Regions from separate parts of the Mus musculus genome. Here all the other regions are linked to region 2. The links are chromatin contacts, called in public HiChIP or PLAC-seq and promoter capture Hi-C maps. All regions are on one chromosome and are shown on one strand. Each heading gives the region's core, a stretch centred on a gene start, on an enhancer-like site or on the middle of the called end of the contact. The rest is flanking DNA. Distances are from core to core; before and after follow the strand shown.

Region 1 (4,851 bases), core at 12-2,511, 1.0 Mb after region 2:
ATTCAATTATTTTTCATTTTACTCAAGATAACTTTCAACTAGGAAAGATTTAGGACAATTCCACCTAAGTATTTTTTAGTGTCATAGAGTGGACTTTAACTGTCAGTCTTCGTTACCAACCCTACCTCACCACTACCAATGGTAGGTTATTTCTGTGAAAATAATAGATCTGTCCTAGTCAGGATTGGGTTGTGATGCTAAACACTCAGCGGACACTGTATTAGAGGATCTTTTTCTAAGATTCTCTTAAGTCTAAATAGTTGATCATCTACCCTTTGCACTTCTGGCCAGGATATGTTAACTCTGGCAAGGTAAGTTACATGCCAGTTTACCCTATTCCCTACCTTAACATAAGTAAATAGGTCTGAAAAGGAGAAATGACTTCTTTACAATGTCTAGAACTACATGCGACTCAATCCAGATCTTTCAATAGTTTTTGTTGTTGTTACCGTTTCCCTACCCTCACCCCTAAACTGGGGCTTGCACCTTTACCTTTGAGATGGAAGGAAAAAAAATCACTTTTTCCAAACACGATATGCTCACTATTGATATATGGCCCTCAAATGGAGAAACTCAACCTGTCAGATAGTACTGGGCTACAATCTCGACTTCCTAAAAAAATTCACATGGACTTAGGTGGCACTAAAAGAGGACTCAACAAAATCTGAAAATACGTTTTGTAACACACTAAGAATTTTCACGGAAGTTAAGATGGAAGTAGTAAACCTGGGGTTTATGAGAAGGCTTTTGGACTGGATATATGAGAACTCGGTAGGCACTCGAGAGTGATGGGGGGAAAATACGCCTCAGAAGGGATTAGATCTGAAAAGAACGCGGCGACTCTTGAATGGGGACCGCTCACTTCTTTCTCTCAGGTGCTGATGCAGATCTCGGATGAGACGGAATGAAACCAGGCGCCGGGGTCCCGTGGCATTATCACTGCCCGCGTGTTTCTTTCCCAGAGCAGCCTCGAGCTGGGCACGCAGCTTCCGGGGGAGCTGCTCCCGTTCCAGTTCTCCGCCAGGACCCAAAGCGCGAACCAGTCGTTCGCCGGCAAGCAAGGAAGACGCCATTTCTGCCTCACGCTCTGATCAGGTGATCCCAAACTCGGACTTCCGCTCACAGGCGCCGGATGTAGCTGGAGGAGCCCACGCGGCCGCGGGGGGCGGGCCCGAGGGGAGGGGCTTAGGCGCGGGGCAGTGTGGGGCGGGGGCGGGACGGCGCCCCGCCGCGGGTCGGGCCCTGTGTCAGCAGCCGAGCGGGCGCTCGGGCGGGACATGGCTGGTTGTGTGGCCCGACGGGCCCTAGCAGTGGGCAGCCGCTGGTGGTCTCGGTCGCTGGCCACGACCCGAGGGTCGAGGCCACTGTGTGCGGTCGGTGGAGCAGGGGGCCTTCCGCCGGTGGCCACAGCGACGACCCGAAGGCATCTGTCGTCCCGGTGAGGGACGGAGAGAGGGGGCCAGGGAGCCGGGCCCAGAATCTAGGGAGCGTTTTCTACCTAGCTACTAAGGAAGCCAGGAGGCCTGACTCTGTTTGGGCAGCCGGAGTGCCACCTGAGAAAGGGTCCCGAGGAGAGAGCCGACACGGGCTGCTTGGGACATGTGCCAAGAGCAAAGAAGGGAGCACTGCCCAGGGCCCTGGCAGTGCAGGGCAGCTCCGAGGGAGAACAAGTAACGCTTCTTAGGCGAATCCTGCCTCCCAGGCTGGGGTCCCCGGCACCTGGAGTGGGCTGCCATTTAATACAACTACAGGGATCCCCGGGCCCTTTTGGGTCAGTGACTCTCAGAAATATGCTATTCTGTGGGAAACAAGTCGATTTAAGTGTCTACCTTTGTGGGTCCTGTTTCCATGTGACCTTGGGGAGACTGATTTTGCCCATGTGACTTGGGAAATAGGGGTTGAGGCTCGGGGGGGGGGGGGCGGTGTAAACAAAGCCTTGTAGGGATCAGACAGGATTGAAAAGTTGGCTATGAAGTTAACATTTCCAAAGTAACATTACAGTGCTTTGATGGATCCATAGCAAAATTAATCCTATTTAAAAGGATAAGTTGATGGAAATGACCTGATAGTGGTTAAGGGAGGTATTTGCTATTTAAGACAAGTAAATGTGAAAAGACACTGGGTGGAGACACGGCAGTGCTAAGTGTACTGTGTGGGGTACCTTTGAGAATCTAGAAATGCTAGGTCCTGAGGTCAGGGTAAAGACTTAGAATTTACAGCACAGTTGAATGTGTAGGATTGGGAGAATCATGCTGTGTAGCCAGATGGGCCCAGAACCTGTTATTTTCCAGCCTTAGCCTTAAGAGCCCTGGGATTACCGATGTGTGGAACCATTTTTGGTTCAGAACAATTCTTCCAAGTAGCAAATGCCAGGCTTAGTGAGTATACTGCCAAGCAGCAGTGGGTAAAAGTAGAGACAGAAGAACTGCTTGCCTCAGAACAAATGCTTTTTGAGCACCTCTTACACACTAGGCATGTCTCTCAGGTCCTTAATGGACTCAAGGCATGCATACCAGGAACTGAAATGCAAAGTTGGAAGGATGGTTAACATGTGGGGGGGGGGGAAGACCCGGAGGGTGGGTGAAGGTGTGCATTGAAACAGGATATGCAAGAATAAGAATGACTTTGGAAATGCTAAGTAAAGATAGAAGGAAGTAAGTTTGGAGTAGTCACACAAAACCCTGGAAGACTGGGAGACCTTCACCATGTAGATGCCCATGGCTGGATCTTAAATGAGGAAAAGCAGCATCCTGGGCCTTGGCTGTCATTGCCCTGACCCTGCAGAGTACTAGGGGGCTTTCTTTGTTCACGTGTCTGATTTTTCCTGGCGAAGGACTGCTGTCTTCTCAGGGTCTCACTTGCTTGTTCTTTTCCTTCCCACTCAGGAACCGTGCAGAGGGCAAAGTGCTGGAGACAGTTGGTGTGTTTGAGGTGCCAAAACAAAATGGAAAATATGAGACTGGGCAGGTAGGTACTGTGCTAGGTCTCCTCTCATTTTCATGGACTATTCTGTTTCTGAATGCAGCTAAGTTTGGTCAGAATATTGAATCTCAGCGGTATTTGTATCTTTTCATTCTTCATCTCTTTGCCCACCGGTCTTAGAGACAGATGCCATCTGCTGAGCTACACCCCAAGTTTCAATCCATCTTCATTTTGACCAAGATAAATTTTGGACTTGTTTTGAGGCAGAGTCTTCTGTGTAGCTTAGTTTAGCCTTGACTCATTCTGTAACCCACGGTGACCTTGACATTGCAAACTCGTTCCCTTATGGAATACTTGTGTTACAGATGTGTGTAACCATGTTCAGCTCAGAATCACAAATTAAGAAAAAAAAGGTTGTTTTTGTTTTTTTTTTTTACATTGATTTATTTAGAATGGGTATGTGTGTACACGTGCGTGTGTGCATGCGCCCAGGCATGGAGATCAAAGAACAACTGATAGTATGTATTCTTACGTGTGAATGCATGTGCACTAGAGTCACAAAACTTGTTAAAGATGGATTTCTGGAGATATGTGTATAATAGCATCAAATCCCAGCACTCCAGAAGCAGGGGCAGAAGGATCACTTCAAGTTGGAGGTCTAGTGTAGTGATACTCTTAAAACACAGTAAGAAGCAGGCGATGTGGCTCGACTGGTCAAGGCACTTGCTGAGGAAGCCTAGAAGTAAAGGTGAGGACAGAACTGACTCCAGAGTCACATAGCCCCAGGTAACCCAATGCCTCTGACTTCCTTGGGTCCCTGCACTCAAGTGCATGGTACCCAGATACAGATCCACACATATAACTAAAGTAAAACAAATCCTTAAAGCAGACAGTTATAATCAGTGGCTCTGCGCTGCAGTAAGAGGAGGGCAGGGCAAGGAAAGTTCCCTGGAGGCCAAAGGTGATCTGAAAGGTTGGGGTCAGCCTGGTGACAGGCATGAGAATACTTCAGTAGTTTGAGGGCAAAGCTGGGGAGACTGCTGTAGTTGCTTCTACCCAGGCCGCTATGGTCGGGGCCCACTTGGATGGATCTTCGAGACAGCAGGCTCATCGAGATCTCTCTCCTCCTAGCTATTCCTCCATAGTGTTTTTGGCTACCGAGGGGTCGTCCTGTTTCCCTGGCAGGCCAGACTGTATGACCGGGATGTGGCTTCTGCAACTCCAGAAAAGTAAGTTTCTCTATCTTATCTCATGGTGTCCTCAGGTGGCCTGACTTGTGGCAGACACATGCAGTTGGGGTAAAAACAGCATCCCTTGGGCTTTAGAAATAACCCCAAGCCAGGCGTGGTACTGTACACTTTAATCCCAGCACTTGGGAGGCAGAAACAGGAGGGTCTCTGAGTTCAAAGCCAGCTTGGTTTACAGAGTGAGCTCCAGAACTGCAAAAGAGCCAGGCCTTTGTAGAGAGACCCTGTTTCAGAAAACAAAACAAACAGGAACAAAACAAAACAACCCAACCAACTAAAATAAAGGAAATAATCCCAGAGTGTTTCTTTGGCACTCATCCCCATGGAGACAAAAGTGCTATGGGGTCTCTGTGGGCCTCCCCAGAACTGTCTGTCCTTCCTTTTTATAATCTGAACCCCAGAGAATGTTTTAGGGAACAGTTTTCTTGATTTATTTTCTTACTTTTTTTTACTTCTTTTCTTTTAAAAAAGTTTGTTTTTATTTTGTGTATATGGATGTTTTGCCTGGAAGTGTCTGTGTACAGTACTCAGGGAGGCCAGAAGAGGGCGCTGGGTCCTGAGACTGGAATTAGAGATGGTGGTGAGCTGTCATGAGTGTTGGAAACCAAGCCTGGGTCCTCCATTAGAGCAGCAGTGCCCTTTAAACACAGCCATTTTTTACCCCTTCTCCTTTATGATTATT
Region 2 (4,452 bases), core at 611-3,110:
GTCCAACCCTCTCTGCTTCACAGTCTGATGTCCAGCCTTGGCCCCTTCCCTTGGGAATTACACAGGTCTTCACACTGAGCTACCATGATTGTAGTGGACCTAAAATCCCTAAGCTTCAGACCCTAATCAAGCCTGCAAATTTGAATCTTTAAGCAACCCAGGGTAGCCTGGGTCCAGCTCTGCCCACTGCTTCGCCTGAGGGGGTGGAGGGTAATGTTGGCACCGTCACTGCTTTGCCAGTTGTCAGCTGGGGTGGCAAGGCACAATTGAGGACTATTAGTGACTTTGCACCCACCTTTGTCCTGAAGAATGACCGAGAAATCATCCCCCAGGCTTCCTGGGTTTTCAAATACAGGGTCTCACTATGTAGCCCTGGCTGCTCTGCAACATGAAGTCCACCCTCTGACCTTACACTTGTGGCAATCCTCCTGCCTCTGCCTCCCCGGTGCTGAGACTACAGGCATGCACTGCCACTTCTAGCTCCCCGGCTTCTTTGAAGTCGCTGCCCAACCCAAAGCTGTCTGACCCACAGGTTTCTCTGATTGGCAGAAAGCAGGGAACCCCTGTTCTGTGCAGGACCTCAAGTCCTTCCTATGGCCCCCTGGCTTCCTCCACGGTGAGAAGGTAGGCCCTAGCACCAAGAGGCAGGAGAGCGCCTTTCAGCACCTGGACAAGGCCCTCCGGAGCATCCCAATAGGGTCTTTCTCACTCCTGGCTCCGAAGCCAGGGCTGGCATCTGAAGCACCCATAGGCTCTGTCCACTCTAAACAAACAGAGACCTGGTTCACCAGGAAGTGAGAGGGCACTGGGTGGGGCTGGAATGCCCGAGGGTGCAACACAGCTTGTTCCCCGATCTTATGTGGGCCCCCTCCCCACGCAGGCCTTTCCCGTCCCTGCACATTCACGCGGGATGTCATGTCGCGTCTAGATCGAGTGGGGTGGACTCTCCCACCACATGGAGCCCAGACAGAACCGACAACCCCTCCCTAGAATCCCTTCAAGCCCCAACGGAGAAGAACACAGGGTCCTTCCACACCAGTCTCGGAGAGCCCGGAACACGTGTGGGCCACCGGTCCTGGAACCAGAGAAGCAGGCGGGGGCTGCTGCCATCACCCACTTCAGGTCAACGAGCACAAAAGCCGCAGCTGCAAACAAAGAAGCGCTGCAAACTAGCCGGGGAGGCGGGACAGGCGGCGCCGCGCCCCCTCCCCACGCCGCGCGGGCGTGCGGGGCCATGGTCCCCGACGGCGCTCCTACCTGGCCGGCGCGGACCTCCTTCTCCAGCTCCCGGTGGCGGTTGTGCCACACGAGGTAGTGCAGCGGGTACTTGCCCTCGGGCCCCTTCCTGGCGGAGGCGTTGGCGGGGATCATCGCCCGCTCCTCATGCCGGGGCCGCGGCGCCCGGCCCGCGGGGAGGGACGGCGCGGGAGCCCGGGCCCGGGGCCGCGGGGCGGACGGCCGGAGCTGTCTGCTCGCGGGGCTGCGGCTCGGGCATGTGCGAGCGGCGGCGGCGGCGGCGGGCGGGGGCGGCGCGCCCGGCGTGGTGCGGGCGGCGGGCGTCCTCGGGAGGCGGCGGCGGGAGGCGCGGAGCAGCCCCCACCCGCCCTGGGAGGGAGCGGGCACTCGGCGGCACGCGGCCTCGCGCCTCCCCTCCCACACCCCCGCACACAAAGACGCCTCTCGGCGGAGGGAGCAGGGACCCGCAGCTGGAGCGGGGGCGCTCGGGGCGCCGGCCCCGGGGTCGCCGCCGCCGCCGCCGCCGCAGGGACGCGCGCCCGCACCCTCCGGCTCCCCTAAGCCGCATAGCCCGGCCCTCAGCCCGAGCGGACGGTGAGGGACAAGCGAATGCGGGGAAGAGAGGAGGGGACCCGGGTGCGCCGTGCTGGGTTAGTTACAGCTTGGCCCCGCAGCATCATGGGGCTTGTAGTCCGCCTGGTAGAACCGTGCGTTTCGGATGACCAGAGATGGTCTGGAACTGATTTCCTGGAAGGGTGGACAGAGAGTCAAACCCGGCCGAAGCGGAGGCCTTACTTGGATGCCAAGTGGGTTGGGGGCGCCTCCACCCTTTGGCATTTTGCCTTTTGCAAGGAAATGGGGGAGGCTTTTAGGGCTGACCTGAAGCGTTGGGTCGGGGGTCTATGGCCTGCAGAAGTGAGCTTGGGTCCCAGGGAGGGTAAAGAGGCATCTAGATTCATAGTGACTAAAGAGTGACCCTAAGAGAGATGCAGGGCATCAGTACCAAGGGTCACTGAAGCAGCCAGGGGTCTGAGAATCGAAATATTTCTCAAATCTTTGCTCTCTCAGAAAATTAAACCCCAGCTTCCACACATCACGTTGGAAAAGAGAATGTCTAATGAGGCGAAGAAGACAGTCTTTCCCCTACATGGCTCAGCAAGAACCAGGATGAGGTTGAGCAAAGACAGCAGCAGGTGGCATTTCCCCACCTCCATCCCATGTGGGTCCCTGCCTAAGGAAAATGACTGAGTCCAGATTGCCTGCTTCCTGAAAGAGCAGAGAGACAAGCGCTTCCACAAGGAGCCCTTGCAGAGAGTGTGGTCAAAGTCAAATTGGCCTCTGTGGCGGCCACCTGCAAATGGTAAAAGGACCAAGATGCCTTGGGAGAGAAAATGTCAAGAGAGTTGTATTTAAATACCGTAACAATTGCTTGATCTTAAACAAATTGCTTATCCTTCAGAGTTTCTCGGCCCACTCACCTCTAAACTGGGATCAGATACTACCTCATGGGATGAGCTAAGGGTATGAACTGCCTGAAAACGGCCCCTCTCTCCTTCAACCAGCCTGAGACAGGTGGTAGGAGCGAACATGTTGCCTTCCTCGAGCCCACCTCAAGGCAGAAATAAGGAATTCCTGGCCAACCCGATTTAGAACAACAATCTAGAGAGTGTTTGTGTGGGAAGCGACAGCAAAAGCTTGCAAACTCCTTGCGCCCTTCTTGGGTTTCTTTGTGTGTTCTTCTCTCCTGCTTCCTGCACACCCAGTGGTGCCAGGCCCGGGAGGACTGAGTAGACTGCCTCGCCCCTTTCTGCAGCCTGGGAGGAGCCGGTAGGCGTCTCTGCAGCCCAGAGCCGCAGCCCACCTCCACCGCCAGGGGTCAGCAGAGTGTCGTGATTGCAGCCCGAGTTGAGGAGGGGGCTAGAGAAAGGAGGGGCAACTAGGAGAGGCCGCGAGAATGCCTGTACAATTCCTCATTAAATCGTTTTCAAAACCTTGTGTATGATTCCATTTGAGCTGTTCAGTTCCTGGGATGATGACATCTTCGGGGAAGCCAGAAACCCTTCTTCCCCCATCTTCAAGCTCTAAAGCTTGGCTGTGGTGAGGTTGGGGGTTCTGCAACAAAGTTTGGACTGTGTGAGCCAGGGTCCCTCCCAGGCAGTCCCTGAGCCAATAGGGAGATAGGGTGGCCGGGGTGGGGGGACGTGAATCATTCTTCCTCTGCACGCCCTGTATTCCAAGAAAGGAGAGAGGCCAGCATGCATTTAGAGGCTAGGTTGCCCTTTTGCCAGATGGCCGGCTATCACACGAAGCCCAGGTCGCTTTCCCTTTGGTCTCAACGCCCTGGCTGCCACGTGCTCCAGACGCGCCCACACAGCGAAGAAACAAAGGCAGCCAAGCGACGGGGCTGCCAGCAGCTGCCTCGACATTTAATAAATGAAATTCCATAGCTGGGGGTCGATCCGGGGTGAACGGGCGGCCACTGCTCCTGGGCTGCGCGCCCAGTTTCAGCTGCTAGACTGCTTCCCACCTCCATTGCTGCGGCCACCAAGCCTACAGACTCTTGGGTATGAGTGCAGCATGGTGTGGCATGACCACCACCCTTTGCTGGCAGAAGCCCCACCTGCTGAGCTACTGGTTGGGGGTGGGGGGTGTCTGCAAGATTTTTTTTTAAGGTGAGATTATAAATATATCCTGTGGATCACAATTTCAAACAAACTTGTCAATCTGGGTTGCAGCAAAAGGCGATGGAACTTTGCGTGTATTTTGGGTGGTGTGACTCATAAGCATTACTTGTCTCCCCCTAGGGAAGGAGCCTGCCCACCCACAAGTCACTGCTGCTCTGGCATTGCTGGGAGAAATAGACCCACTCAGACACCCCTAACCAAGGACTCCCCTCAAACCTCCGTTTTATTACTGAGCAGGAATCCCTAACACCCAGGAATCTCCCTTAACTCTGCCACCGCTGACCTGCCCCTTCCCCTACGAGCGCGCCGCCGCCCCTCACCCCCCCCCCCCCAACCTGGTGTTGTGTGCTTTTGCCCTCTCCATAAGCTGAGTTCTCTGACAGCCCTTTTGCGGCTGTAGGGGTGGGGGCTGGGCACAAACGGGTCACACGTGTATGGGGGAGCATGCTCAGTGTGGGGTGCACCCACGTGCAACATGCACTTTAGTTCCTTGCTCCCCCCACCCCCGTCTCCATGAGAAGTCCAAGAAAAA
Region 3 (4,357 bases), core at 661-3,160, 1.9 Mb before region 2:
AGCCATTTTTGCTTTTGTCTCTCTTTTACTCTACTAAGCAATACATTTATTTTTTATTCTTAATTTTAAGTCATGGACTTAAAATATTTTATTAGTTTCAGGAGAAAAACAACAGGGCAAGCAAACTGTAAATCTTGGCAACTGCCTGAAAGAAGTCTCCCTTTTGAGCAGTCACATGGTGACAAGGTTGGGTAGAAAGAATGAAAAAACCCAAAGCACCAGGAAGAGCATGCCTGGGCTTCAGAAATAAAGAAGAAAAAAATCATACTCTGGGGGCTGGAGAGATGGCTCGGCGGTTATGTACTGTTCTTTTAGAGGAGCCGAGTTCAATTCCTAGCACCGACATCTCAGTTTACAACTGCCTAGAACTCCAGCTCCAGAGGAACCTGATGCTTCAAGTCTCCCAGACCTGCACTCTGGTGCACATGCTGGCGTGCACGTGCACACACGCACAATAGAAATAAAAAGCTTGTTTAAAGGCATGGTGCCACGGGGTTTTAATCCCAGCCCTTGGAAGGCAGGTGGATCTTTCTGTGTTTGAGGCTAGCTTGGCCTAATGAGAATACTAGACCAGGTTTGTTAATTTCACTGCAAGTGGACGAGGTTAATGTGCACCACTGGCATGCTTAGTACCCAGAGAGGGGAAAGGGCAACTGGAATTAGAATGATTATGGGCCACCGTGTGGGTGAAGGGAATCAAACCCAACTTCAGTGGTCTGTAAGTGCTCTTAACTTGTGAGCCCTCTCCAGTACTTTCAGCTTTATTACTGTGTTTATGGCTACAACTGTGATTCTTGTCTTCCATCCAGGGGTAAAGCTCAGGTGGTTAGTTAGACTTGGTAGAAGTTGTCCCCTTCCCTTCCATTTTGAGAATGAATCACAGCACAGTTCGAATGCCCTGAAACTTTAAGGTAGCCCAAACTGGACTCAAACTTGGAGTAACCAATCTCGGTGAGTTTTGGAAATAACATCACTACACCGGGTTCCAGAACATGTATTTCAGGTAGTGGAGCTTTTGTGGGTTCTTGAGGCATCACTGGGTAGCTGGTACTACAGTGTGCTAAAACAACACTCCCATTTCCCTGGGGGAAGTCATAACTGTAAAAACAACCCCATGCACTATCCCCCCTACCCCTCAAAAATTAAGACCCAGAGATCTAAAGGAAATAATAAATCGAAGTGTCTGGCAAAGTAAACAGTCACCATGAATATACACCAAATAGCAACGGCTTGTTTTTCATTCACTGATAGCTCTCGGGGATCCTAAATTATTTTGCTTTGTATTCAGCAAAACTAGTTTCAAGTTGGGCGTGGTGGTGTAATCTCAGCTGAGGTCGGAAAATCAACTTGGTCTGTATAACAAGCCCCAGTACTTACTAGCAAGACTGTCTCAGATGGAAAAAAAAATTTTTTTAAATGACGATCACCAAGTCACTTAAATGAATGGAAGTGTTCTCTGACCCCTATGAGGGCGCCAAGGAACATGAGAAATTACTTATAGTGTGGGCGAGAGAGGCCGAACAGACTACAGTGAGGCTCCCCATCCTGTCCACTCCCGGTTTCTGAGGGTGGGCAGGCGACAGCGAAGACCGTACGCTGCGGGACGATCACGAAGCAGCCCGAGTCCTCGAGCCGCAGCAACTTCCGCCCTCAACGCTCCTCACGCCCGCGCCCTTGCGCAAAGCAGGCTGGGAATGCGGAGCCTAGGTGGCCCCGCCACCGCCCACTCCCGCGTCCGGGCCGGCGGTATGGCGTCGGGAGTGGATGACATGTAGAGCCCGCCTCTCTGAGCCTGGCTCAGCTCCGCCTCTGGGCGGTTCGCTCTGCTGTAAAGCCCCGCCTCTGTCCTCCAACCGCACCCCAAAACCCTAGACACTCTGGATCCACCTCCTACGGAAGCCGAAGCGCAGTCCGAATCCGGAAGAAAAACAATCCGGAGGGAGCAGTGCTGCTGAGACCGGAGACCAAGGGCTGCTCCGGCTCGCACTAGATGCAGCACGGAGACAGGAACACACCGGGTTACCGCGAGGGAATAATGTCGGCTGTGAGTCTAAGGAGGCCGAGCGCACCGAAAGGCTTTGCACTCAGGTGAGGACGCAGGTGTAGGCCGGTCGGTTCCTGGCGGTTAGCTGTCTTCAGCCCAGTCTGATTTGTGGGGCTGGATTTCAAAACCACAGTAGGATCAAGGCTGCCCTAGTTTAGATACCCGAATTCTGTCAGGCCAGTACTGAAAGGGCTATGTTAGGATTGATGCACGCTCTAAACTTTGGCTGCCGAGTTGGTCACTGCAGATGCTCCCCAAGCAAGTGTCCAGTTGATTCTTGGAGCAGACAGGGTTAGATTGCTAAGGACCAACATTTGCCCCTACAGTTGTAGATTAGAAGTTTTGTTCCTGTTTTTCAGCAGTACATCATGGGGTCTTCTTGATCGGGCTGTGATCTCTAGAAATCCGAAATCAGATTTAGATAAGATCCTTTAGCGAGGTAAAGCCTGGTCTCATGCCCGCTCTTAAATCACGAGGAACACTGCTAATCGTCCAATTGAGCGTAATTCGCGGTGCATGGATTTGTTACTAATCATCAAAGTTGAGGATTGGGATGCCAAATCCCGAGTTTTATTTTTTATCCACTTAGAGTGGGAATACAAGGAGCCACTGAGTAAAGAAACCGGTTACCTGCCGGACAGCAGGGGGAGACTGTAAACAGACAAAATGACAGTCTCTCAGAGGACTTGAGAGGAAGGTTTTTGTATTATTTTGTTTATATTCATAGGGAGAGGCAGGGAGCTGCTTGAAGCTAACCAGGAATTTTTTTGTTTTGTTTTGTTTACAAGTCACACTTTAAGAACAGGCTCTGGTGGAGAAGGAAATGCCCCCCTCCCCTTTTTGGGTGGCTCTGCGGGATCTTGTGCTTCAGTGCCTCGGTATTCTTGGAACTCAGGTTTCATCTGTAGAGTCTGAGCTCCTGCTTGCTCTGTCCTGGAGACAGTCTGGGCTTCTTGGAGTGTTGCTATAGCAACACCCTCACTGAAGGTCTCCCTAAGTCTTCGCTTTTCTGAACTTGTGATGGATGTGGTGGTATTTAAGAGCTGTTGATTATTTCTCCTGATACTGAGACTTGTGGAGAGCGGAGGTTGGAATGTTATGTACCAACTGGCGACTTGTCCCAAGAGAGAGTAGACTCGTGAGACAGATAATAAGAAACCTGTTACTCAGAAACTTGTCCCTAGGCTACGTGAAGGCCTTGGCAGGATTTGTTGTGTGCCAAGGATCTGCAAGGTAGGAGAGGGGAAGGGAATACGCTGTCAGCCTCTCTCTTTCTGAGTTTCTGTTCTCGTAGCTCTGAAGCACATGGCCATGCTCAGTCAACCTCCAATTCCCTCTCGGTGCTCTTGGGAACCCATAGGTTGAGGAGTAAGCATGCAGAGTTGCTGACTGGGCCACAGAGGATGAGTGAGGTTTCTGTAGCTGGAGGGGCTAATAGGTTCCTGTCTCTCAAACGCAATCATTCTTTCCTTCTGGCCAATGGCATTTGAGCTCCCTTTGGCAGCTCTGTGCCAGGTACTGCCAGCTATGGGCGACTGTAAACCTGCCTAGAAGAGCCAGTTGGAGGGAGGGAAGAGATTCCTGCTTTCCAGGCATGAAAGGGAAGGTGAAAGCTGGGTAATCCACTGCTCCTTTTCCTCTTTCCTACCACACGATGCAGAAGCAAGCTGGGCATAGTGAGATTAACAACGTTAATCTCAGAATTTAGGAGGCAGAAGAAGGCTGATCTCCGTAAGGAGTTGAGGCCAGCCAGGGCTGCATAGTGAGACACAGCCTCAAAAGCACCAAACAAACAAACATGCAGACACATTTCCCATGATCACTGCAGCGGAAGCCTTGCACATACCTAGGTCTTTGCCTGCTATCTGGAAAAATCTTAGCCTCCATCCCCTGTGACTTAACATCCTTTCCACAGCGTACATGTTGTGACGTGGAATGTGGCCTCCGCAGCCCCCACTGTAGACCTCAGTGACCTACTTCAACTGAACAACCAAGACCTGAATCTGGACATATATATCATTGGGTAAGTGTCTGAAGGGCCCCTGCACCCCCTATCCCTGTAGAGGGCTGATGTAACCTGTCCTCGCTTGTGTTAGAGTCTGAAGGGGAGGAGCTTTCATCCTCCCTGGGTCCAGTCTTGTGTTTCTTGTCCTGGGTCAGCAATGGTTATGGGTTGGAGGTCAACAGCCACACAGCTAGGAAAGGGAGGCCTCTTGGTCTTCAGAATGCAGGCCTGAGAGTCTGATGATGGCTGTGGGAGAGTCAGTATCCTCCAGGCCAGGGGTGATCCTCTGCCTTGGAATGGTCAGTTTG
Region 4 (4,661 bases), core at 630-3,129, 1.8 Mb before region 2:
AATGCGGCTGCGCCGCTCGGGATGGGTGAAGTCCGTCGGACCCCTCCACGCGCGGATTCCCCTCATTCCAGCCGCTTGACGCGGCGGGGCGGGACGGGGCGGGGCAGGGCGGGCACTGCGGCCTCGAAGCCCCTCCCCTTTCAGTGCGCTCCTCCCACCAAGACTCCTCTGGCTGGAGAGGGAGCTCAATGAGGCCGCGGTAGGGGGAGGGGAGCGAGCCCATGCTAGTGCTGGGGACTCCAAGCTCTCCCACCTCAGGTCTTCTAATGCTCTGGGGTGGACTGAAGGTCGTATCCTCTCTATGCTTTTAAACCTGGGGGCATCGTAAAGGGCGCTCCCCTTTGCCCTGTCTTTCACCCATCTTCCACCTGCAGCACCCATTCCCCTGGCCCGCTCCAAAGGGCTTCGTTCCCCAGCTGGCGCCGCACACCACCCCCACCCCCGGGTTGTGGCTCGAGCTGTTGTTCACGAAGTAATGAACCATCCTTCCCCTTGAGGCCGCAAGGCAGCACCTGTCGCAGACTCACCTCCTCCCCAGGGAGTCCCCGTCCAAGGGGTGGGGCGCTTTGGTGCTTTGGGTTCTTACTCCCCCTATCCTCCCTAGACCAAGTGTATACCCTCGGTATATGCTTCAGGTTCCTTACAAAGGGCGAGGAATAGATAAGGCACTTGAGAACCCTTTGCAAATGGTAGATATAGGGGCGGACGCTTTCTTCACTAGACAAGAAGATTGGACTCTCCCCCAAGTCCCTCAGTGCGTGTAGAATGAAAGAGGAAGAGGGTAGTAGTGGTGTTGATGGCTTGGTCAGTGCTTCATTTCAGGCAACCCAACAATTCTGGCAAGTATCAGCCAATCGGCCTCTTAAGGCACTTACTCATGATCATCATCCTGCTAGTAAGCAAAGGCCAGGCTGGTTTTGTTGTTGTTGTTTTGTTTTACCGTAGACATCCATATGCCACAAGAGGTGGCAACTGACCCAAAGTCCACTCCACTCCTCTCACACACTCTTCTCGGGCCTAAAAAGGGCTGATGTCGTCAGAGAACCAGCGAGGGTGCTGGACAGACAAGGAAGACAGCTGATGGCCTGTGTTCAGGGAAGAGCGGAGATCCAGAGGGAAGAGAAAGAAGGGAAGAGAGGAGAGGAGCCCATGGGGCAGGGCACTGAGTCCGGAGGATATTCAGGCTGGAACATAAGGTTATTGGCTGCACACGTAGGAAAGTCAGAAGGGTGCTGCCTACTCGGCAAACAGGCTTCTTTAGGGGTCATGCTGGGTCAAAAAGGGCACCCTGCTCTGACCCTAGGATTTGTTTCTTAGCTAGGGAAGAGATCTTTCAAGAGATGTTTCTCTTCTGGCTCTCTTGGCACAAGTTTGTAATCTTAGTACTCAGGAGGCTGAGGCAGGAGGCATCTTGAGTTCCAGGCCAGATTGGGCTCCGTAAAGAGACCCTGTCTCAAACAATTTCTTTTCTAAGGATTTAAAGAATGGAGCCAGTCCTTTGGGAGTGTGTATGGGGGTGGACAGTGTCCCGTACAGAGGCTCCGCCTGTCCCGGGGCGCCGGCCGTATTTGGACATTTCGTTCTATTTTTAACTTTCCCGGGACTCGAGGTTGGGGGTGGGGAGAGAAATCCTGCTTCCCCGGTGACCCACGGGCTTCAGCCCTCGTCTCGCGCGGGGTGTCCAGCCCCGTGCTGTAGACACGAGCCCGGAAGTGAGTTCCGGAGCTGTGTAGACGCGGCGGCCGCGCGGGTTCCGGGCCCCACCCTGGAACTAACGACGTTCCTCCTGGAAAACCTGACTCAGGCGGAGCCCGCGGCACGCAGGAGGCCCCGCCCCTCGCGCGCCCCCTCTTAGGTCCCGAACCCCCTCCCACCCAGCCCGGCCAGGCCGGCTGCAGTGGGTCCTAGGGTCGGGACTCCGAGCCCCCTGAGCCAAGGGGCCTGCAAGGGGCGGTGCAGGGGGCGGGCTGGCCCCTCCCTCGGTTACGCCGCGGCCGAGTACAGACCAAGAGGCGCGGGCAGCGGAGCGGGGCGCCGGGTCCGGCAGGATGCGCTACCGGGCATCGGTGAGCATGGGCGCGGGCAGGTTTGGGGTCCAGGGTATCTCTCGGTGGCCCGCGGCGCTCCAGGGCCGGCCTTGAAGCGGGCGCGGCCCAGGAATTTCGGTGGAAGATGTCCCTGAAAGTTGCTAGAACAGGAGGCCGAGGCGGAGAGGGCTGCAGAACGCTCGAACCCAGGACCATGTGGTCGCCCCTGGTGATGGCTAAGACCCCTCCCACTTGAGGACCAGGGGGCGTTGGCTGCGGTGGTGTTTGGCAGCAGCTTCGGGCTGGGTGGGTCAGGGGTGGGCAGGTCTGAGGGAGACAGGCCCTGGACTTGAGGGGTGACGGAGAAGCAGAGAACTGAGCAACTAGGGCTAGAAACCAGGGTCAGGGGAGACTTGGTGACCTCCCTGGAATTTACAGCGGCTCCCAGTACCTTCCTCTTCCTTGACACCCCCCTACCCCAGCATTTTCTAGATCTGCAGGCCCTCTTTGAAAGGAAAGCTCTGCTTAAGACGCGGCTTGAGGGTCTAGCTAAGCCTGTACCTGCCCCACCCTTGGGTGGCAGCTGGGTTTCCCCTGGGAGAACCCTCCACCTCCTGAGGCTTCTCAACGGTGGAGGAGCTGCGGGAGGAGGGGGGGCGGGGGGGGAAGCCTAGCAGCTGGAGAGGAGGGAGTGGCTCCAGTTGAGGGAGGGCAGGCCACCCGCTTCTGGGGTGGGCATCAAGTCCAGCTGAGGTGGTGGCCCATGGGGAAACCCTCTCCTAGGACGTGAGCTCTGGCTTGATCCCTAAACAACTTCTACTTCTGGGAATTTGGGGTGGATGGGAGTTGGAGAGATGGCCCCTCCCTGTCTGCAGAATTCCCTCTGAACCGTTTGTCCTCCAAAGCACCTGTAACACGTAGCTGGGATTTGAGGTCACCTGAACTAACCCACTCCTGTTCTCTGAAGAGGAAGCAGTCCTGAGAAAGGAGGAGGTTTGTCCAAGGTCAACACCAGCATTCTTTCTGCCGTTCCTAGGAGCTCCTTGTCATGTCCCACCTTCCTCAACTCAAAATGCCGCTGCCCTGGATTCCATGCAGTCGTTCAGTGTCTGCTGGGCCCTTTGTGCTCCTATGGGCTGTGTGCATGGTCCATATGTCCCATAGGGTCTCTTATCTGCATTCCAGCATCCTGCAACCCAGCCATATGTCCGGAACATGTTCTGTAGCCTGTGTCCAAAGTGTCCCTGCCTTCTACATCCTGCAGGCAGGGTAGGAAACGAGACTTTAACCTGCAGACTCTGACAGCGTCTTGTGGCTGGTTCCTCACAGGCCCTGGGCAGTGACGGGGTTCGAGTGACCATGGAGAGCGCCTTGACTGCCCGAGACCGGGTAGGGGTGCAGGACTTTGTCCTGCTGGAGAATTTCACCAGTGAGGCTGCCTTCATTGAGAACCTCCGGCGGCGGTTCCGGGAGAACCTCATTTATGTGAGTGCCATGAGCACGGCTGGGCCCAAGGACCTAGGGGAAGGTGGCAGCAGGAACCTTCAGGAAAAGCCTCTGACCCTTCTCCCCCACCCCCCCAACCCCCAGACCTACATCGGTCCTGTCCTAGTCTCTGTCAATCCCTACCGAGACCTACAGATCTACAGCCGGCAGCATATGGAACGCTACCGTGGTGTCAGTTTCTATGAAGTACCACCTCATTTGTAAGTGATTCCCTTGCCTTTCCAGGAGTGACCTACCCTGTCCTCTTGCAAGATGACCCCATCCAAACCCCACTTTGAAATGATTCCCTGACCCCTGGGTGACTCACTGGTCACTACTGAGAGGAATCCCATGGTTGTTCACCTATGGTCACCTCAGTTCTCATTAGTTGAACTCTGAGTTCTGTCCACCAACCAGGACCCTCAGCTCCTGAGCTCAGTTCCCATCCTGAAGTATTCCTTTAACTATCTTAACATGGCCCACCTGTGAGGACTCCCAGCCTCATTCAAGTACCCAGCTTCCCCATGGCTGGCACCTCACTTGGAGTGATCCTCAGCTGGGCAGGTGTACCCTGTGAGGGCTTCCCACCTGTCCACCCCCTTCTCCATCTTCCAGGTTATAACCCCCATATTTTACAAGAGTGGTTCCCGTCAGGTATAGGTGGGGTACCACTCTGGGAACTCCCTGACAAATCTCTGCCCCAGGTTTGCAGTGGCTGACACTGTATACCGGGCACTTCGTACTGAGCGTCGGGACCAGGCAGTGATGATTTCTGGAGAGAGTGGGGCAGGCAAGACAGAGGCCACCAAGAGACTGCTCCAGTTCTATGCAGAGACCTGCCCAGCCCCTGAACGGGGTGGCGCAGTGCGAGACCGCCTGTTGCAGAGCAACCCCGTGTTAGAGGTGAGGAGACTGCAGCATCTGAGGAGAGGGGTAGACAAGACAATGCCAGGCTTCCCTCACATTCCTGTCCCCGACTCCCCACCTTCAGGCCTTTGGGAATGCCAAGACTCTCCGCAACGATAACTCCAGCCGGTTTGGAAAGTACATGGATGTGCAGTTTGACTTCAAGGTACCTGTGGGTATAATAAGGAAGGGGTGGGTTAGCCATTCAGTGATTCAATATTTGTTGAGTGCCTACTACGTGCC

Evidence for each region. Promoter capture Hi-C pulls out the DNA fragments that hold promoters and counts their contacts. HiChIP or PLAC-seq counts read pairs in DNA pulled down with a chosen protein or histone mark.
Region 1: an HNF4G HiChIP or PLAC-seq map of pancreatic cancer cells shows a contact between it and region 2. The contact joins the promoter of Poldip2 here to the promoter of Ankrd13b in region 2. A contact is called at or near these places in 1 of 39 promoter capture datasets (liver) and 1 of 115 datasets of contacts at active chromatin or transcription factors (pancreatic cancer cells).
Region 3: a promoter capture Hi-C map of liver shows a contact between it and region 2, with 5 times the contacts expected there. The contact joins the promoter of Inpp5k here to the promoter of Ankrd13b in region 2. A contact is called at or near these places in 4 of 39 promoter capture datasets (the C10 cell line, hippocampal neurons and liver).
Region 4: a contact with region 2 is called in a FOXA1 HiChIP or PLAC-seq map of pancreatic cancer cells. The contact joins the promoter of Myo1c here to the promoter of Ankrd13b in region 2. A contact is called at or near these places in 1 of 39 promoter capture datasets (liver), 1 of 484 Hi-C or Micro-C datasets (myocytes) and 1 of 115 datasets of contacts at active chromatin or transcription factors (pancreatic cancer cells).

Annotation. Positions count from the first base shown.
Region 1 is chr11:78,511,035-78,515,885 of GRCm38.p6, forward strand. It overlaps Poldip2 (polymerase (DNA-directed), delta interacting protein 2), which reads left to right and starts at 1,262. Exons shown (of 11, transcript NM_026389.3): 1 at 1,262-1,438; 2 at 2,886-2,967; 3 at 4,054-4,151. The coding sequence starts at 1,278. Tmem199 (transmembrane protein 199) reads right to left here and starts at 1,134. Exons shown (of 6, transcript NM_199199.3): 1 at 863-1,134. The coding sequence starts at 1,073.
Region 2 is chr11:77,488,182-77,492,633 of GRCm38.p6, forward strand. It overlaps Ankrd13b (ankyrin repeat domain 13b), which reads right to left and starts at 1,861. Exons shown (of 15, transcript NM_001373882.1): 1 at 1,258-1,861. The coding sequence starts at 1,371.
Region 3 is chr11:75,629,110-75,633,466 of GRCm38.p6, forward strand. Inpp5k (inositol polyphosphate 5-phosphatase K) reads left to right here and starts at 1,911. Exons shown (of 12, transcript NM_008916.2): 1 at 1,911-2,088; 2 at 3,960-4,067; 3 at 4,354-4,357. The coding sequence starts at 1,991.
Region 4 is chr11:75,654,136-75,658,796 of GRCm38.p6, forward strand. It overlaps Myo1c (myosin IC), which reads left to right and starts at 1,880. Exons shown (of 32, transcript NM_001080775.1): 1 at 1,880-2,066; 2 at 3,357-3,512; 3 at 3,618-3,733; 4 at 4,217-4,415; 5 at 4,504-4,584. The coding sequence starts at 2,049.